Linked DNA regions of Ovis canadensis: region 2 is linked to region 1. The links are chromatin contacts, called in public Hi-C maps. All regions are on one chromosome and are shown on one strand. Each heading gives the region's core, a stretch centred on a gene start, on an enhancer-like site or on the middle of the called end of the contact. The rest is flanking DNA. Distances are from core to core; before and after follow the strand shown.

Region 1 (3,378 bases), core at 390-2,889:
CTCCAACTCACTCAGGCTGTTAATGAATGTACCTTGGGAGGTAAGTGGCTGGCTGTTCTGATGGTTTACAGGTCTAGCAGGATTGGAGTTCAGAGTTTCCAGACCCGGTAACTGAGAACAAAATATCTAAAACACACACTAACAACAAACTGGTGGAAGGAACTCCTTACTGGAAAAAGACGGACCAAAACAGGTTTGACAGTTTAAATTTATTGTGATCCTGTCCAACAAAGGAAGTAGACTTGGTTTATCTGCAAGAGTAGAACACCACCCTTGCCCCACCCTCTCTTGGAGAAGAATGATAAGCTGGTTGAGGCTGGGTGTAGTGGGATTAGAGAGACAGGCAGCTGAAACACTTCTTAAAGGGGGCCCATTTTAGGAGTTCACAGATAGTCAGAAAAGTGAGTAGGATTAGCTGAGGAAGAAAGAAAAGTTTGGGGAGAAAGGGCCTAGTGAATCAGAGGAAGGAGTCGGAACCCAAACAGTTCTCCAGTTCCAATCCTGGAATCAGGCTTCCCTGGTGGCTCAGACAGTGAAGAATCCGCCTGCGATGCAGAAGACCCCGAGGGGTCCCTGGGGTGTGGAAGATCCGCCGGAGAAGGAAATGGCAACCCACTCCAGTATTCTTGCCTGGAGAATTCCACGGACAAAGGAACCTGGTGGGCTACAGTCCATGGGGTCGCAAAGAGTGGGACACGACTGAGCGACGCACACACACAATCCTGGAATGTTATTTGTGTATACTCTAGGAGTGCAGGGGAAAAGGAGTCCGTATCTACTTAAAAATTAGTTATCAGTTTACCAACCACTGGCCGGGTAACAGGTGGTCGTCATCTTTCGCTGACCTGGGTAGTTACTGCCTCCCTTTGGCGGGAGGTGGGGGAGAAGGCTCTGAGCTTCTACAGAGATGGAGGCCTTGTCCTAGGCCACCCAGCTAGTGAGTACGGGTGGCGGGACTGGAACCAGAAACCCCTGTCTGTGGACCCAGAGCCTTTGCTTTTTTTCACCCACTACGCGGCAACGTGATTTCAACGTCTGAGAGTTTCTTGGCCGAACAAGTCGGAAATCACCGGTTTCAGAGATTAGAAATCACCGGTTGTGCGCCCCTGGACTCTTTTCCCCAGCCACTCTGCTAGGTCGCTCTCGGCCTCCGAGTCCTTCTGTGTGTAGTATGCAGACAGCACTGCACCTGGCCCCACGCCAACCGGCTCAAGGCTGTGAGGGCCCCCCGGGCCTCCAAGGCTTCCCGGGCGGTAGGGGAAAAGACCCGCTCGAGCTAGCTCTGATGGCTGAGCAACGAAAAGCATGGTCCTTAAATTCAAAGCAGCGCTTGGCGCAGGGGAGCAACCTCAGGCCTCGGCAGAGCCCCCGTAATAACAGGGGCCGGCTCCGTTCGGAGGCGAGTGGTTTGTCCCTAAGAGCAGAGAGTGTGGCTGCTAATAAGTAATTAAAAACAAAACAAAACAAAACAAAAAAACACGGCAGCGGGGAGGCCGGCGGCTCCAGGTCCCACCAGAGGCCCCTGCTTTCTGCAAGTCCTTCCGGACCCCGGGGCCACGCGGGCGGGGGGCGCCCGAGGGGAGGTTGGGCCGGGGGCGGGGCGCGCGCGTGCGCGAGCTGTCAGGCCGGCTCCGCCCCCGGCGCGCGGCCCCGCCCCGCCCCTCTCCCGCCCCTCGCTCTCGGGTGTGGGGCGGGCGGGCGCTGCGGCGACCGCCGCTGCTGCTTCCTCGGGCCATTTTGCCGAGGAGCGACCGGGGAGGAGGAGCGCCGCGGAGACCCTAGGCGAGGAGCGGCGAGCCGGAGGAGGCGGCGGCCGCACGGGGCACGGACTTTCCGCGATCGCGGGGATCTCCCGGGGAGACGGGATCGCTGGGGAGGGGGACCGGAGAGCCGCGCCCCGCCGCGCGGCGCGCCCCTTCCCGCCCCCTGCACCATGAGCTGGGGCACCGAGCTCTGGGTGAGTGAGGGGCCGGGCCCGCGAGGATGCAGGGAGGTGGCGGAAAGGTGCCTGGTGCGCCTGGGCTGGGGGACGCGGCCCGGGCTGCCCCCGGTGGACGAGATCGCGCGCCGGTCGGAGGTCTCTGCGGCCCTGGCGGGAGGCGCAGGTCCGAGTGCTTCTCGTTGGCCTCGGCTTGAGCGGGAGGTGCGCGCCAGATTCGCCCTTCTGAGGTGAGGGGGGGCTGGTGTGAACCGCTGCCCCCTCCGGCGGCCAGAGCAGGGGCCGCTGGTGGGGGTCCCCTCCACAGCCCGAGCGCGGCGCGCGGATCTGGGTCCCCGCACCTCCTGATCAGAGGCGCGGGCGGGACGCCCCTGTCTTCAGCGAGGCGGGCCGACTCAATGGGGGCGTGGAAGGCCGGGGATTTTCAGGGCTGCGTTAGGTATTCGGCGTCCAGACCCGCGCTCCTCTGCTGTGTCTCCAAGGAGGTGCGGGTGGTTCGGGCGCTCTCCCGGGGGGCGGGGCGGCCCTGGCGGGGCCGGGTCCCAGGGCTTGGGTTTGGCGGTGCAGGGCTGAGTGAGAACTGGTGTCTTCCCTCTAGTGGCGAGGACGTTTGCCCTGTGGTGGTTTGGGGTGCGCTTGTGATTCTCCCAGGGGCAACTCAGATCTTGCATTCGATGTGGGGATTGCGGCGTTCGGCCTGGAGGGGAGAGTAGTAGGAGTTAGAGGGACGCCTTGTGTTGCCTCCTGCGGGAACAGGCATTAGCGGGGTCAGTTTTGTATTTTTTAACCGCTGGGAGGAAAGAGTCTGAAATGCGGTAGGGAGCGCCCCGCCGGGATGTTTAACCCCGGGCGCGGATGGATAAACAAGCGGCGGGGTGTCTGCAAGCTCTTCTCTCCCCGGACCCGGATGCCAAGGCGGTGCACTGGCGGTCCTGGGGAGGAGAGGCTGTGGCTTGTGGACTGGGGCTTGTTTTCCTCTGGATTCCTTGCTTCCTCTGGATTCCTAAGGAAATCTCTGGGCAAGCGATGGGCAGAGCGGAGTGCAGAGGAAGAAGGAGATGAAATCTGTTATTGCACCGAGACGTCCTCAAGATGAGCTATTTCCCAGGAGGAACTCGAAAGTGCCTCCTTTCGGAATTCCATTTGTAAAGGGTGTGGAGAAGAAAGTGTGGGGTGGTGGTTGCTATCTGAGTGGAGGCCAAGAAATCTCACGTCAAAATAAAAGGTTAGAGCAGCTATAGAAACAGAGCGCATCCTCCCTTAATTAATTTTTTTTTTTGCTTTAATTGTTTTTACACAACCACTTCTTAGGCTCAGAAGCAGCTACTGTTATTGATACCAAAATTCTGAAGGCAGTAGTTCCCTTAAATGAGAATTCATTTTGTAAACATCCCCTGTCTAAAAGGATCTCAACTTTTCGACTGATGTTTGCAAATATT
Region 2 (3,378 bases), core at 574-3,073, 140 kb after region 1:
AATTCTATTTTAACCTGGTGTCCAGCACCTTTAAACTTCTTGGTTTATCAGTGTGTGTTGCACTAATTCTAAACTTTGGAGGCGTTTCAGTGTTGTAACGGCCCACTGCCACTGTAAAGGTTCTGGAATTGCCCATTTGTCTCTAGAGATGGAATTAAACCAAATAAAGTGCTTCCATTGGAAGGCTTATATTGACCTTGTAACTATATGTTAATCCTCTAAATGTTAAATAAAAGTGTAACTTCTGGCACAGTATCACGGGACTGCTTTGTTGCACAAAGAGGTGACCCCAGTCTTGGAAGCAATCAGAGTCCCCTGGGCTGGAGGCTGAGCTCCGATCAGGTCATTGATTTACGGTGTAAACTGGACATAAGTCCTGGCGCCATCTGCCTGGAGAGGGGCTTCAGACCCAGCCAGCTCGAAATTCCACCCTGGCCCACCGGGGAAAGCTGTCAGAGACCTTGGTGATGCAGGATTCAGGTTGACTCAGTGCAGGGTTCTGGGGAAGCTCCTTCAGTCTGGGACATTTTTCATGCGTGCAAATTTGGCTAGCAGCTGCGCTGGGATTTCGAGGACCCTACCTTCTGTGGGGGGATGGAGGGAGCTGTGAAATTGCAGCAGGTTTGCATTTCATTCGTGGTCTGGTGTCACGAGTGCTCAAGCCCACCCTCTTCTTGGCAGCTTGGCTGGAATAATCACTGGCTTATGTGAAGCTGAGGACAGCCTGCCGCCTTTAAGGGCGAGGGCCTTGTGCCTGTGCTGGCCGGCCCTTTCCATATCCAGCGCTGACAGTCTCACCCTGGGTTTTGTGAAGGGGAGTCTGGTTCATGCCCAGACCTCTTTGTTTCTTAAGGCTCTTTAGAGCCAAGGTAGGAAAACAGTTGGTGAGGGAGTGAAATATTAAGTGAGCAGGGCGCCCTAGCTAATGCCAAGTGCCACTCACTTGCTGAGGGGGTGGGAGGGGAGGCCACCAATGAGACGCCAGGCCTCACTGTGGCCTCGGCTCCTCCTACGGACATTGCCAAGTTCTCAGCAAAGCCTGATGTCTTCTCTGCTGGGGAGGATGGTGTCAGAGAGCCAAGGCAGGGTTCTCGGGCAAGAGACGGGGTGGTCAAGGGAACAAGGCGGCCTATGACTGTCCTGCCGAGGCAGGTCCAGATTGTCAGTAAAGGGCTAGTATGGGAAGAATGTTGCCAGTACGTTCTTTCTGAGCTTTTCTCGTATTTGGGGAATAGTCTCTAACAGTCTGTAAGAGGCAGAATGTCTCCACCTGTCTCACTTAGAACCGCCCTCTCCACCCCGCCCCACACACACACCACCCCCACCGGCCGGCCGGACCGGCGAGCACCGAGGAGCTGGGAGCTGGGTCAGCCTGGGGCGCGTGTCGCCACCTCTCTGGCCTCCGGTTCCGGGGTAGTGGGGTGAGGACAGGAGGCCGGCAAGAAAGCACTCGGTCGACGCCACAGCTACAGCTTAGATGTCAGTTCTGACCGGGAGCTCACTCCCGTCTCCGTGATGGTGTTATTCTGATTCTTGGGCAGAATTCAGGGCTGGGAGCTCTGTGACCTCACCCTGCTCGCAGGTCTGAAACACTGAACCGTCCAGCTCGGCCCATCTTTATACAGCTACTTGGTTCAAGTATTTGGGGAAGTGACACTTGAACCTTCTGCGACCCACCTCCCGCCCCTGCGGGGTCGGAAACCAGGGGCGGTGACGCAGTAGGAGCGGCGGACCGTTGGTTTCCTGGTGCGCTCCCGAAGGCAGCCTCGGTAGCGCAGAAAGCCCTGACTCAGACTCGTCGGTCAGGCTCCTCCGGTGGGTCCGGGAATCGCAGCATCCGCCCCGGCCAGGCCCCGCCCCGCTCCGTCTCTCCCCGCCCCCTGCGGCCGGCCCCGCCCCCGCCCGCCGATGCGCAGAGGCGCCCGCGCGACCCCTAGTGGCAGAGAAGCCTGCCTGCGAGGAGGGAAGGACGAGGGTCCCCAGGAGGGCGACCAGACCGGAAATGGGAGTGGGCAGAGGCAGGGGTGGGTGGTTCCAGGATGCCCTCCGTTTTAAAATTAAAGCGAAAGAGATCTCTGGATTGTGCGATCCACAGGACAGCAAAAAAAATGGGATGGTGCAGGTGTGAGTGAGGGAAGGAGCAGGAGGCCCGGATGGTGACCAACAGCAGGCCCAGCCGCCACGTGGGGATTAACGTCTCCTTGAGTCCTGGGCAGTAAGGAAGTCCAGACCCTGGCGCTGCCCACCTGGCCTACAGAGGGCCTCTCCTTCTCCTCTCTGGCTTCTGCTGGACTTTTCTGAGAAGGGGAGGCATAAGCCTTGTTGCAGCACCCTTTGAGACCCAGGATTAAAGTGCAAAGGCTGCAGAATGGCACTCAGCAGCCTCTTTGTGTCACGAGTCATTTCGCCACAGCTGCTCATGTTCAGACCTAACACTGTTTCTGTCCAGATGGTAGAACAAGTGGTGCTTACTTAAATGACCTCCCATGAGCTGGAGATGGGAGCAGAAACAGAACCGCCCCCACGTGGCTTTGTCCTCAGAGCCTGGGGGCCAAAAGCTGCAGGAGGACACGGGGATTTCATTTTCCTCTGTCGGCCCCGAAAGCAAAGGGGGTGGGGAGGATCCCCTGGGTGCTGCGGCATTCTGCCCCAGGAGCCTCATGACCTGCACGTGTGTACATCCTCCCACCATGCCAGGCCAAGAGCCCTGCCTGTGGTGCCGACTCTCCTGTCAGCCCTCATCTGGGCTGCATCCTGGTGTCTGGTCCAAAGACGGCCTGGAGGCTGCATCGGAACATACACATCCTGGGGGCAGCCTTCCTGGACACGCTTTGTCTAAAATGGGGATGGCTCTCTCTAAGAGCTTTTCCCAAAGACATTGATTCCTTCTGTGTCCTGTGCCTTTGCTATAACCAACAAGCCTCTCAACCGTGGACAGATACCGGTGTCATAGGGAAGAGAGCCAGACGGAGGAACAGTTCTGAAACACCACTTCCTTCCCCGAGGCTCTCAGGGACTCAAAGTGTGGTTGGGCAAGACTTGCAGGACAATTTACTATTCGCATGGAATTCCAACTAGCATAAAGGTAAGGAAACTACACTTTGGGGATAGCTGCACCTTACCAGTGGAGAAGGCGATGGCAGCCCACTCCAGTACTCTTGCCTGGAAAATCCCATGGACAGAGGAGCCTGGTAAGCTGCAGTCCATGGGGTCGCTAAGAGCGAGTTCAGTCACTTTTCACTTTCATGCACTGGTGAAGGAAATGGCAACCCACTCCAGTGTTCTTGCCTGGAGAATCCCAGGGAGCCTGGTGGGCTGCCATCTATGGGGTCGCACAGAGTTGCACTCAACTGAAGTGACTTAGCAGCAGCAGCAGCA

Evidence for each region. Hi-C and Micro-C count contacts between places; a contact is called where the count stands out from the background.
Region 2: a Hi-C map of fibroblasts shows a contact between it and region 1, with 4 times the contacts expected there. The contact joins the enhancer-like site here to the promoter of FNBP1 in region 1. A contact is called at or near these places in 2 of 2 Hi-C or Micro-C datasets (fibroblasts and lung).

What each region holds. Positions count from the first base shown.
Region 1 is chr3:6,527,735-6,531,112 of ARS-UI_OviCan_v2, forward strand. FNBP1 (formin binding protein 1) reads left to right here and starts at 1,640. Exons shown (of 16, transcript XM_069582185.1): 1 at 1,640-1,957. The coding sequence starts at 1,934.
Region 2 is chr3:6,664,583-6,667,960 of ARS-UI_OviCan_v2, forward strand. FNBP1 (formin binding protein 1) reads left to right here. Exons shown (of 16, transcript XM_069582185.1): 16 at 1-255. Among named protein-coding and RNA genes, the nearest start is that of C3H9orf78, 50 kb to the right of the region's middle. Within about 2 kb of position 1,824, the one cell type or tissue checked has open chromatin away from gene starts, as enhancers often do. A contact at or near this core is called in fibroblasts, where this site is marked.